Regions from separate parts of the Mus musculus genome. Here regions 2 and 3 are each linked to region 1. The links are chromatin contacts, called in public HiChIP or PLAC-seq and promoter capture Hi-C maps. All regions are on one chromosome and are shown on one strand. Each heading gives the region's core, a stretch centred on a gene start, on an enhancer-like site or on the middle of the called end of the contact. The rest is flanking DNA. Distances are from core to core; before and after follow the strand shown. Region 1 holds the start of Pafah1b2 (platelet-activating factor acetylhydrolase, isoform 1b, subunit 2). Region 2 holds the start of Bace1 (beta-site APP cleaving enzyme 1). Region 3 overlaps Sik3 (SIK family kinase 3).

Region 1 (3,144 bases), core at 175-2,674:
GTGTGTGTGTGTGTGAGAGAGAGAGAGAGAGAGAGAGAGAGAGAGAACCTAGAAGCTTGCTGAGACTTTTGAATGAGAATGAAAAGATTTAGGATGCTTCCATTAAGGCCTGAGGCTTTTCATTTTGCTTCAGAGAGTTGGCAGAATTATTCTGAAGAGGAAGGCAAGCCTCGTCCAGAATGCCCTGCCCCGGTCTCTGGTGGGCGGCCCCCCAGGATCCAGCCCATCCATAATTTATTATCAAGTGCCCATGCCAACAAATTAATGCACAATGATTCCCTCCCCTGCTCTCCCACAAGGAGGCAACCTTTAAGTCTGAACAATGTGCCCAGAGAAGGAACTGACGGGCAGACACAAGCCTCATCCAAGGGAAAGATAAGCTTGCATTTTTCTCTTTTCCACACCTTTTCCTCTGGCCCATTCTCTCCACTCAACTCAACGCTGTAGAAAATGCAAGTCTAGGACCTGCTCTTAGCGTCTTGGTGCCCTTCCCTTTGTCCATAGCCACGTTCTTCAGAGACGCCAACGCTTTATGGCTTTGGGTTTCCTTAAGATCCGTATATACATGATGAAAGGCAACGTCAGCCTGGGAGCTATGGAAAGGATAACGAGTCACTCTGCCATGAGTAACTCAAACCTGGAGACCACAGGCTCTGACCCGCTAAGTGGACATGGACCACAAGGGCTGGGGAGAGGAAACACACCTCCAAGGAAACTACTCACTGACAGATGTACCTGGCTGGCGGTAGGCCATCGGCCAAGTCACCAACGCCTGGGCCTCGTCGCCGAATGAAGTGGGTGACCCTTAAGGCTAGCCTCTACCAATCCTTTCAGAGCCCTGACACGGGTCTTTGGGAAGTATAAGCGAAGGCAACAGAGAAGTTTCGAATGAGGAGACAATTTTCGACGAGAAGGGCAAAGAGCGTGATCCGTTAAAAAAAAAAAAAAGGCACAACCCAGTCACAGGCTTGGGCCTAGAGGTCCCACCCCGGGGATGGAGGGAAAAGGCGACAGCTGAGGCAGGAGGCCGGGCCAGGGGACCCGCGGGCCGCTCAGCCGCTGGCCAGGGTGGAACCAGGGCGCCGCAGGGCAGCGGCGACGGCGCGGGGCCCCGGAGGCCCTGCAGGGCGACAGCGCGGGGCGCGGCGGGGGAGGGGCGGCGTGGGGGAGGGGAGCCGGGCCTCACAATACCGGCTCGCCCGCGCGTCCCACCCGTCACGACGAGGCCCCGGCTCCGCGGTCCCCACGATGCACTCACACAGGCAGAGGGTCCGTGCGGGGCCCTCAGCGGCTGCGGCGTCGGCGGGTTGCGCTTCAGTCGCTCGCTTGATCCCGACGGCCGCGTTCCGGCGCGCGTCCCCTCCTCGGGCCCCAGCACCAAGCAGCAGCGCCTCCACTTCCGGTCCCCCTGCCACTCGGGCAAATGGCTTCCGGAAGTCCCGCCCCTGGCTGCGGGGCTAGTTGCGGGGCGGGTGCGCCTCACTTTCCCTCGCAGTGCGCGCTCTTTGCTTGGCGCACAGGTCTACCGTCCCTGCCAAGTACTGACTTTGTTCTCTTTCTTTCCCCGACTTGAGCCTCCATCTTTCCTGTAACTGCCTTCCTGTCCTGATAGGATGACGGAAACTATCCGGAGATGGCCTTAGAGACAGTGTAGCTTGACCTCTCGCTGACGCTACTCCCTTCTTAGCCACTGATTTCCTCCACCGATGGGATAAACCAGATTGCAGAGAATGGGGAGAAATAGGCCCGAAGTTAAAAGGGGCAACCCCTACATTTACCAGCAGAATTTCTATGATGATACTCAGAATTGTGTGATAGATACCACTCGGGGAATAACAGAAACCCCAGTCTTTACCTTAGAAATCCATCCAGTTTAGGGGAGTACATAGAGAGTCAATGTAGAGATTAGATGCTAACGGCTGGATAAGTGCAGGACAGATCAGCGCCAAGAGGAGGGGCAAGAGATTGCGTCATCATTAGCAGGGAAACTTGGTGGAGCAGTGCCAGGGCTGGCTCTTTAATGATGGATAGGATTCATTCAAACTCATAATAGTGAATTGCAGAGCATTCCAGGACTCTGAAACTGATTGAGAATGTTCTTGAAACCTGTAAGCCTAAATTATCGAGATAATAAAATAAAATTTCAAATCACTTATGTGCTGCTTGTATTATCTCGAATGCAAAATAAAAATTTCAAGATAATGACTTTGTCACTGCCTCCATAACTCTTCTGCAGATATTCCAGTTACATATGGTACACTAGCAAGATCTCAGTAAGTGCTGTTTTAAGTGTTTTGATCAAGAGAATATCGTAAAGGGTTATTTAAACAGTTTAGTATTAAATACACTGTTAAGAGAAACAACTTGAATTGGTTTCCAATGATAAAGCCCTATGTCTGGGTTGTTTTTGTCAATGACACAAATCAGGGTCATTTGAGGAAGGGAACTTTAAAAATGCCTTCATCCGATTGGCATGTAGGCAGTCTATGAGGGTATTTTCTTGATTAATAATTGATGGGCGTATCCCACTGTGAGTGGTGCCACTTGGCGAAGGTGGCCCTGAGTTGAGTTGTATAAGAGCACACAGTCAGTCAGTAAGAAACGACATTCTATAGCTCCAGTTCCTACCCTGACTTCTCTCTGTGACAGCTGTGATCTGAGAGCTGTAAAGGAAGTAAGTCCTTTCCTCTCCACTTGGCTTTTAGTCATGGTGTTCCCCCTTCTCTCTCTCTCTCTCTCTCTCTCTCTCTCTCTGTCTCTCTGACACACACACACATTTTGATACTATCTTTTATTCATAAGAAACCTTGATTGATTGCTTGCTCTTAAAATGAAAAACGTAGCCCAGGATAGCCTCCACTTCACTCTGCAGCTATGAACGTAGGACCTTCCTGCTTCCTCCCTTCCTGGGTGCCACCATGCTTGGGTCTCACACAGTCCTTCAGGATTGAGTACAGGGCTTTATGCGTCTTAGACAAAAACTATCAACTGAGCTACATTCTCAGCTCTACAAAACTTTTCTTCAAGCCCTTAAGGCTCCTCATTTTTGGTTGTACTATAGATTGAACCCAAGGAGACATTCTATATTTGAAAATCCTGGGGGTTGGCGAGATGGTTCAGCAGTTAAGAGCACTGACTGGCTGG
Region 2 (3,277 bases), core at 212-2,711, 150 kb before region 1:
ATCGAGGGCTTTCCACCTCTGATAAATGATATGATGACACAGTCACACAGTTTTAAGCTATCAGGGCCCCAAAGCTCTTCATCTCAATGAGTATGCTGGAATGTCTCCCAGTGATATACCAATTTGAGAGCAACTGATCCTCACTCTGACTGATGGGAAGTAATCAGATGGGTCATGAGGATTCGTGACAGGAAACCATCAAAGACACAAACGGGCCGGGGGGTGGTGGCACACGCCTTTAATCCCAGCACTTGGGAGGTAGAGGCAGGCGGATTTCTGAGTTCGAGGCCAGCCTGGTCTACAGAGTGAGTTCCAGGACAGCCAGGGCTATACAGAGAAACCCTGTCTCCAAAACAAACAAACAAAAGAAAGACAAAGGGATTCAGGCATAGAAGAGGTGGCCACCTCATAGCTGGGGCAGGTTAAATGCTCTGAACAGAAGAGGCGGCAGGTCTCCCTGTCGGATCCCAGTGACTGGTTTGTTGACTGGAATACTCTCGTCCCTTTCACCTTGCTCCTCCAGCCTCTGCTCCTGAAAACACTTCCAATTTTAAGGTCACCTCTTCTAGATTGCCCATTTTTTGTTTCTTTTTTGAGGCAGAGTTTCTCTATGCAGTCCTGGCTGTCCTAGAACTACCTATGTAGAACAAACTGCCCTTGAATTTACAGAAATTCTCCTGCTGAGATTAAAGGCAGGTGCCTCAACATCCGGGGTATACCCCCAAATTTTGTTTTATTTTATTTTATTTATTGATTTTTATTTTATTCTTTTTTTTCTTTTTTTTTTTTTTTTTTTTTTTTTTTTTGGTTTTCGAGACAGGGCTTCTCTGTGTAGCCCTGGCTGTCCTGGAACTCACTCTGTAGACCAGGCTGGCCTGGAACTCAGAAATCCGCCTGCCTCTACCTCCTAAGTGCTGGGATTAAAGGCGTGCGCCACCACGCCCAGCTCTATTTATTGGTTTTTTGAGGCAGGTTTCCAGCTTACCCCAAAATTCTTAACATCACACTGTGGCAAGAATCACAGTTCTCCCCGGTTAATCTCTTTTTGGGATCTGTGCTTCTTTTTCTACTCCTGTGCAGGGGTAAAGTGGCTGGCATGCATGACAGGGTGCGCACGGGGGTGTGGGGGGGTGTTAACCAATGCTGATTCAGGAAAGTGAGGCAGGAGAATTGCATCAAAGTTGAAGCTAGCCTAGACTACACTGTATGTTTGCAGGACCCTGTACCCTAAATAAATAAATAAATAAATAAATAAATAAATAAATAAATAATGAAAGAAGGACTAGCAGATGAGAAGTGTATGATATTGGTTCCTTCTTGCTCTGCTAGAGCTAAGGAAATGCTTTCCCGCTAGGGTCTTGCAGAGTGAACTCCATCTCGGCAGAGGGCATCCCAGACCCCTTTCAGCTCCGGAAGCTGGGCTGTCTGCCATGGGAAGACTACACTTCCCAGAGATCCCAGGGAAAAGCAAAAACCCTTTGGCTTTGACAGCCACCGCCACAAGCCTTTCCGCCTCCCCAGCCTGCCTAGGTGCTGGGAGCTGGGAGCTGGATTATGGTGGCCTGAGCAGCCGACGCAGCCGTAGGAGCCCGGAGTCCCTGTCGGTCCCCAAGCTGCAAAGCCCGCCTGGAAGACCCCGAAAGCTACGGGCTCGGATAGCCATGCCCGCCCCTCCCAGCCCCACAAGGGGCCCGATCCCCCCGCTGGCGGCCGGCGTCCAGATGTAGCTGGGTCCCCTGGATCGCCATCGTCGTCTCCTCTCGTGCGCTACGGATTTCTCCTGCCCACTCTCCGCCGCCTGGACCGGGAACTGAGCGAGGGGCCTGCAGACTCTGCAGTCCTGATGCCGCCGAGGCCGCTCTCCTGAGAGAAGCCACCACCACCCAGACTTAGGGGCAGGCAAGAGGGACAGTCACCAACCGGACCACAAGGCCCGGGCTCACTATGGCCCCAGCGCTGCACTGGCTCCTGCTATGGGTGGGCTCGGGAATGCTGCCTGCCCAGGGAACCCATCTCGGCATCCGGCTGCCCCTTCGCAGCGGCCTGGCAGGGCCACCCCTGGGCCTGAGGCTGCCCCGGGAGACCGACGAGGAATCGGAGGAGCCTGGCCGGAGAGGCAGCTTTGTGGAGATGGTGGACAACCTGAGGGGAAAGTCCGGCCAGGGCTACTATGTGGAGATGACCGTAGGCAGCCCCCCACAGACGGTAAGGTGGTCAGATCTAGCAACCCTCCTTCATGCATGGTAGAGGGGTGATAGGGTAGAGATGAAGCAGCCTGCCCTGATAAAATGGTTTGTTTAGTGGGTGCAGAATGACCGCCCGCTCCTATTCCTCCAGGATCCGGTTGGGAGTAGCCTTTCCATTTCCCGCCCCCTCTCACTGGCATCCAAGCCCCAGGACTGACTACTCACCTCTCACTCCCACTGCCCCATCCCCCCACGCCCAAGAAAGCACTTCAGTGGTGGCTGACCCTGGGGAAGGGCCAGGCACGGGGACACTGTAACAGGTGTCAGTGGCCGGAGTCTCTCATATTCCATCTCCACACTCTCCCCTACTCTAGTGTTGCGGGGGGGGGGGGGGTATCTAAGATCCCCACCTTCATCTTCTTGAGAACCCAAAATCCTGGCACCAGTTGGATCAATCAGCCCCTTACTCTAAGTCTGGGCTGCCATAAGCCAACAAAGTGAGAGTCTTAGTAACATCCATGTAGCCTCCAAGTCCCAATAGACTCTGGCTTCCCCTAGTCCCTTCCTCCTTTATCCCAACCCCCACTCTCTACACTCTAGCTCCTCCCCCACCCATGCCTCAGAACATGGCCAGAAGAGAGCTGTACTGAGTCTGAGAAAGATAAGCCTAGGGGAGCCAGAAACCCCTTGCAAGGGTTCTGAGACGGATGGGCACACAGCCATGGGAAGGGACTTCTCCCTGTCTTTTCCCGTCTTTTCCAACAGTTTCCAAGGTACCTGGGGTGGCTGGTGGAGGTTGTGTCCTCTACCTGTGCTGACTGGGAGTGTGGGCTTGAGTCAGCTATGGCCCATGTGGGGTTGCTGGCTGACCTCTCTGAGTGCATCTGCCACCTCCGTGGGCGAGTCTGGGTACTGGTTGGTGGCAGTGTGATTCTGCGTGTGCTTCTGTGTGTCACCTTGAGTCTGATCCTGTGTATCTCTGTGAGCTACCCTCAGTGGCTCCGGACCGTGTCCACAAAGCTTGTCCACGGAGGGTGTGGAAAGATGGGAGTGTGTGCGCTGGGGTCAGGGAGGAGACAGTCACACTTCCT
Region 3 (3,106 bases), core at 110-2,609, 220 kb after region 1:
CACTGCCCATGGCTCTGCAGTGGTCAGGTCCCTCGGAACCAATCCCCTGAAGTGACTGAGCCAGGCTGAGCTGGGGCCGACTTCACAGCCTGAGAGTCCGGAAAACGGTGCCACACCTTGAACCTGGGATATTCTTGCTATAATGAGAAAGAAATGGTTTCATGCAGAAAGACAGCTCGAAGAACATCCCTGGGTGACGGAAACCTGTCTATTGCCTGAAAATACTGAAAGTGTAGGCGTCCGATGTGAGGGGAGATAATACCGGTGCTGGGTTTCCATTCAGAGGCTGAAGTGCAGAGAGAACAGGTGTCTGCAAGCATCCTTGGTGAACTCAGTGTCTGGACCGTGACATCCTTTCCCCAGCCCTGATTAATCTGCCTTGTATGTTACTAAAACAAGTAGGACTCCATGGGCATTTCACTAGCTCACCACTGCTTGAAGCTTTGATGACGTCTGAGTAAGGGCTTTCACCCCGACATCAGCACTCTCTTGGCCTCGCTGCCTGGTCCTCATTTCTCCTCAGCCCTTCCCTGTCTGCACTGTATTTGAACTTGCTTGTTCGCCTGCTTCCTTGGTTTTGGCTCTGCTTCAGTCCAAACTGGCAAGGTTCCCCACCCCCTCACCATTGGCTCAGCGTGATGTCATCTCTGCCTTAGACCTGCTACCCTGACCCTTTCCATCAGCTGTGGGGACGCTCGCTGCCTCTGCAGTCTTTAACCTGCTTATCTCAGCTCATAAACATCTCTTTCTGGCTAGGCAGCAAGTGTAGGTGTTAGCCAGCCCGGTGCTATCTTAGGGCTCCTGATCAACGGTTCTTCTTTCTCCCCATAAGACATGGCTGTGTTCTGACTGAACACTGGGGACCCCTCTGTCAGCAGGAAGTTGGGCAGGTGCTGCTGTGTGAGGAGATAGCATTCACAGTAGGAAGGAGGCCTCATGTGTGTTCATAAGGTACGTGCAGGATCTTGAGGCCCACCCACATTCCTGAGGAATACGCTGTCTCCGTGCTGGGATCAGAGGTCCCTGTCTTCCCCCACCCCAGCCTCCACCCTCCCTTCTCTAGAACAGAACTGTGAGTTCCAGGCCAGACCTTTGACCACAGAACTGACTTTGGTTTCATCCTAGCCACACATAGATTACTGCTAGAGGTAACTCAGGGTCAAACGGTGAATTCTAAGTTTCTAAAGATACCAGGCAGGGATCTGGTTTTAAAAACCATAGCTTGCACAACATTATCCACACACCGCCCCCCAAATGCAACTACAATAGAAAATAAATGAGTGACTATAAGAACCAAGCCTGTGTGGTTCAGCCAGTCCTGGCCGTACTGCGGAGTTGCACCCTGCTCTAGTATGTTTATATAAGAACCGGATGTAGTTGACCCCAGGACCTCAGCAGGCCTGGGAAGTAGGACCAACCTGAGGTAAGTGGAGGTGGGAGATGAGGGCCTGTAGTCCACTCAGGGGGACAGCCACCTCAGGAAGTGACACGGAGTACCATGTGCAGGGCTCCTCATGCATCCACTGTCTCTGTATTCATGTAGACCCATGGTCCCGTGTGATTGGTCATAACCCCCCGAGTCCTGGCTGCTAACCGTCTCTTCCCATATATTCAGCTCCACCTACAAGGACTCCAACACCCTGCATCTCCCTACGGAGCGTTTCTCCCCCGTGCGCCGGTTCTCAGACGGGGCTGCAAGCATCCAGGCCTTCAAAGCTCACCTGGAAAAAATGGGCAACAGCAGCAGCATCAAGCAGTTGCAGCAGGTAATCTCTGGAGGGGCAGGGGGAGCAGTACAGTGCCAGGACCCGGGCAGTAACTCTCCATACCCTTCATGTCAACCACACTGAGGTGTTCTAGCTTAAAGCAGAATAGCTTTCTTCAATATCTACTGCCCTCCCTAGGGTCAAACCTGCTTCCCTCATAATGAGACTAAAAATTTTTTCCCACCATCTGGAATTCATTGGGAAGGCATTTCTGGTTTGATTTTTTTCTTGGGAACGGTACTTGTAAGCAATCTTGGCAGGCCCCTTGTATGCAGGGCACGGGGTCGTAGTGGACCCCATTGCTGTACTTTCTCACCCCCGGCATAATCCCCAGCTGGTATTGCTCCCAGAGGTAGCAAACCTGCTCCCAGGATACTGTGACGAGCCAAGGGCTTCAAGTAGCACGTGCTCTCTCTGGGTTTATAGTTGATTCCACACTGGGCATTCCACAGTGTGTCCTTGGCGTTTCCCACTGCTCCCCAGAGAGCAGGGCGTGAGGATCACTGTGTGCATGCCCAACAAGGATACCGTTCTTCCATGGCTCATTCCGCCCATGAGACCTTGGGGGCAGATCTGCCTCTCCTGAGGTCATGGCATGGGGTAGACTTGGCCGTGTCCCGTTTGTCCCCACTGCTTTCCCTTCAGGAGTGTGAGCAGCTGCAGAAGATGTACGGGGGGCAGGTGGATGAGAGGACCCTGGAGAAGACCCAGCAGCAGCATATGTTGTACCAGCAGGAGCAGCACCATCAGATCCTCCAGCAGCAAATCCAAGTAGGCCCTCACTCCCTCTTCGCTCTCTCAGAATGCGTTTTTGAGTTTGCTGGCAGGCACATTGGCCTGTGCATTGTCTGAAAGACTCAGGGCAGCGTGGAGTGTGAGCCACGTTTGTGGGTGACATGTCTGAGTCACAGCGCTTTCTGCCCCTTCCCAGGAATAGCCCTAATGCCTTTCGTAGCTCACGATGCTGCCGTTCCCCCCTTTTGTGTTTTAGGATTCTATTTGTCCTCCTCAGCCCTCCCCACCTCTTCAGGTTGCCTGTGAAAACCAACCAGCCCTCCTCACCCACCAGCTCCAGAGGTAATGAACTACTTAGCCTCTTCCTGCATTGTTGGCTGGCTGGACGGTGTGGCTCCCTTGTCTGACGCATGGGGACGCTTGACTGACTTGAGCATTTGGGATAGTCTTCTAGAAGAACAGGGAAGCCGAGTTAGAGTTTGAAGGGCTTACTAGAATGCTGACTATTTCCTGAGCTCCATGAACACAGTGGCCTGACATCCATCGAAGGCCAGGCCAGTGAGTGCTGAGTTGGTGGCAGGGAAGGACTGGTAGACTGAGGTGTG

The links. Promoter capture Hi-C pulls out the DNA fragments that hold promoters and counts their contacts. HiChIP or PLAC-seq counts read pairs in DNA pulled down with a chosen protein or histone mark.
Region 2: a contact with region 1 is called in an H3K4me3 HiChIP or PLAC-seq map of the SCID.adh cell line, with 18 read pairs. The contact joins the promoter of Bace1 here to the promoter of Pafah1b2 in region 1. A contact is called at or near these places in 2 of 484 Hi-C or Micro-C datasets (cerebral cortex and embryonic stem cells), 3 of 115 datasets of contacts at active chromatin or transcription factors (the SCID.adh cell line, embryonic stem cells and pancreatic cancer cells) and 4 of 9 other capture datasets (adipose tissue, embryonic stem cells, liver and 1 more).
Region 3: a contact with region 1 is called in a promoter capture Hi-C map of liver. The contact joins the enhancer-like site here to the promoter of Pafah1b2 in region 1. A contact is called at or near these places in 13 of 39 promoter capture datasets (the C10 cell line, the HPC-7 cell line, Sertoli cells and 9 more), 1 of 15 datasets of contacts at CTCF or cohesin (pro-B cells), 22 of 484 Hi-C or Micro-C datasets (B cells, the CH12 cell line, Sertoli cells and 15 more), 37 of 115 datasets of contacts at active chromatin or transcription factors (the 230-238 cell line, CD4 single positive thymocytes, CD8 T cells and 27 more) and 5 of 9 other capture datasets (adipose tissue, embryonic stem cells, liver and 2 more).

The regions. Positions count from the first base shown.
Region 1 is chr9:45,983,447-45,986,590 of GRCm38.p6, forward strand. It overlaps Pafah1b2 (platelet-activating factor acetylhydrolase, isoform 1b, subunit 2), which reads right to left and starts at 1,425. Exons shown (of 6, transcript NM_008775.3): 1 at 1,259-1,425.
Region 2 is chr9:45,837,084-45,840,360 of GRCm38.p6, forward strand. It overlaps Bace1 (beta-site APP cleaving enzyme 1), which reads left to right and starts at 1,462. Exons shown (of 9, transcript NM_011792.6): 1 at 1,462-2,205. The coding sequence starts at 1,945.
Region 3 is chr9:46,206,307-46,209,412 of GRCm38.p6, forward strand. It overlaps Sik3 (SIK family kinase 3), which reads left to right. Exons shown (of 25, transcript NM_027498.3): 16 at 1,616-1,766; 17 at 2,412-2,537; 18 at 2,758-2,843. Among named protein-coding and RNA genes, the nearest start is that of Apoa1, 21 kb to the right of the region's middle. Within about 2 kb of position 1,360, at least 57 of the 459 cell types and tissues checked have an H3K27ac peak or open chromatin away from gene starts, as enhancers often do. A contact at or near this core is called in adipose tissue, embryonic fibroblasts, hepatocytes and 3 more, where this site is marked.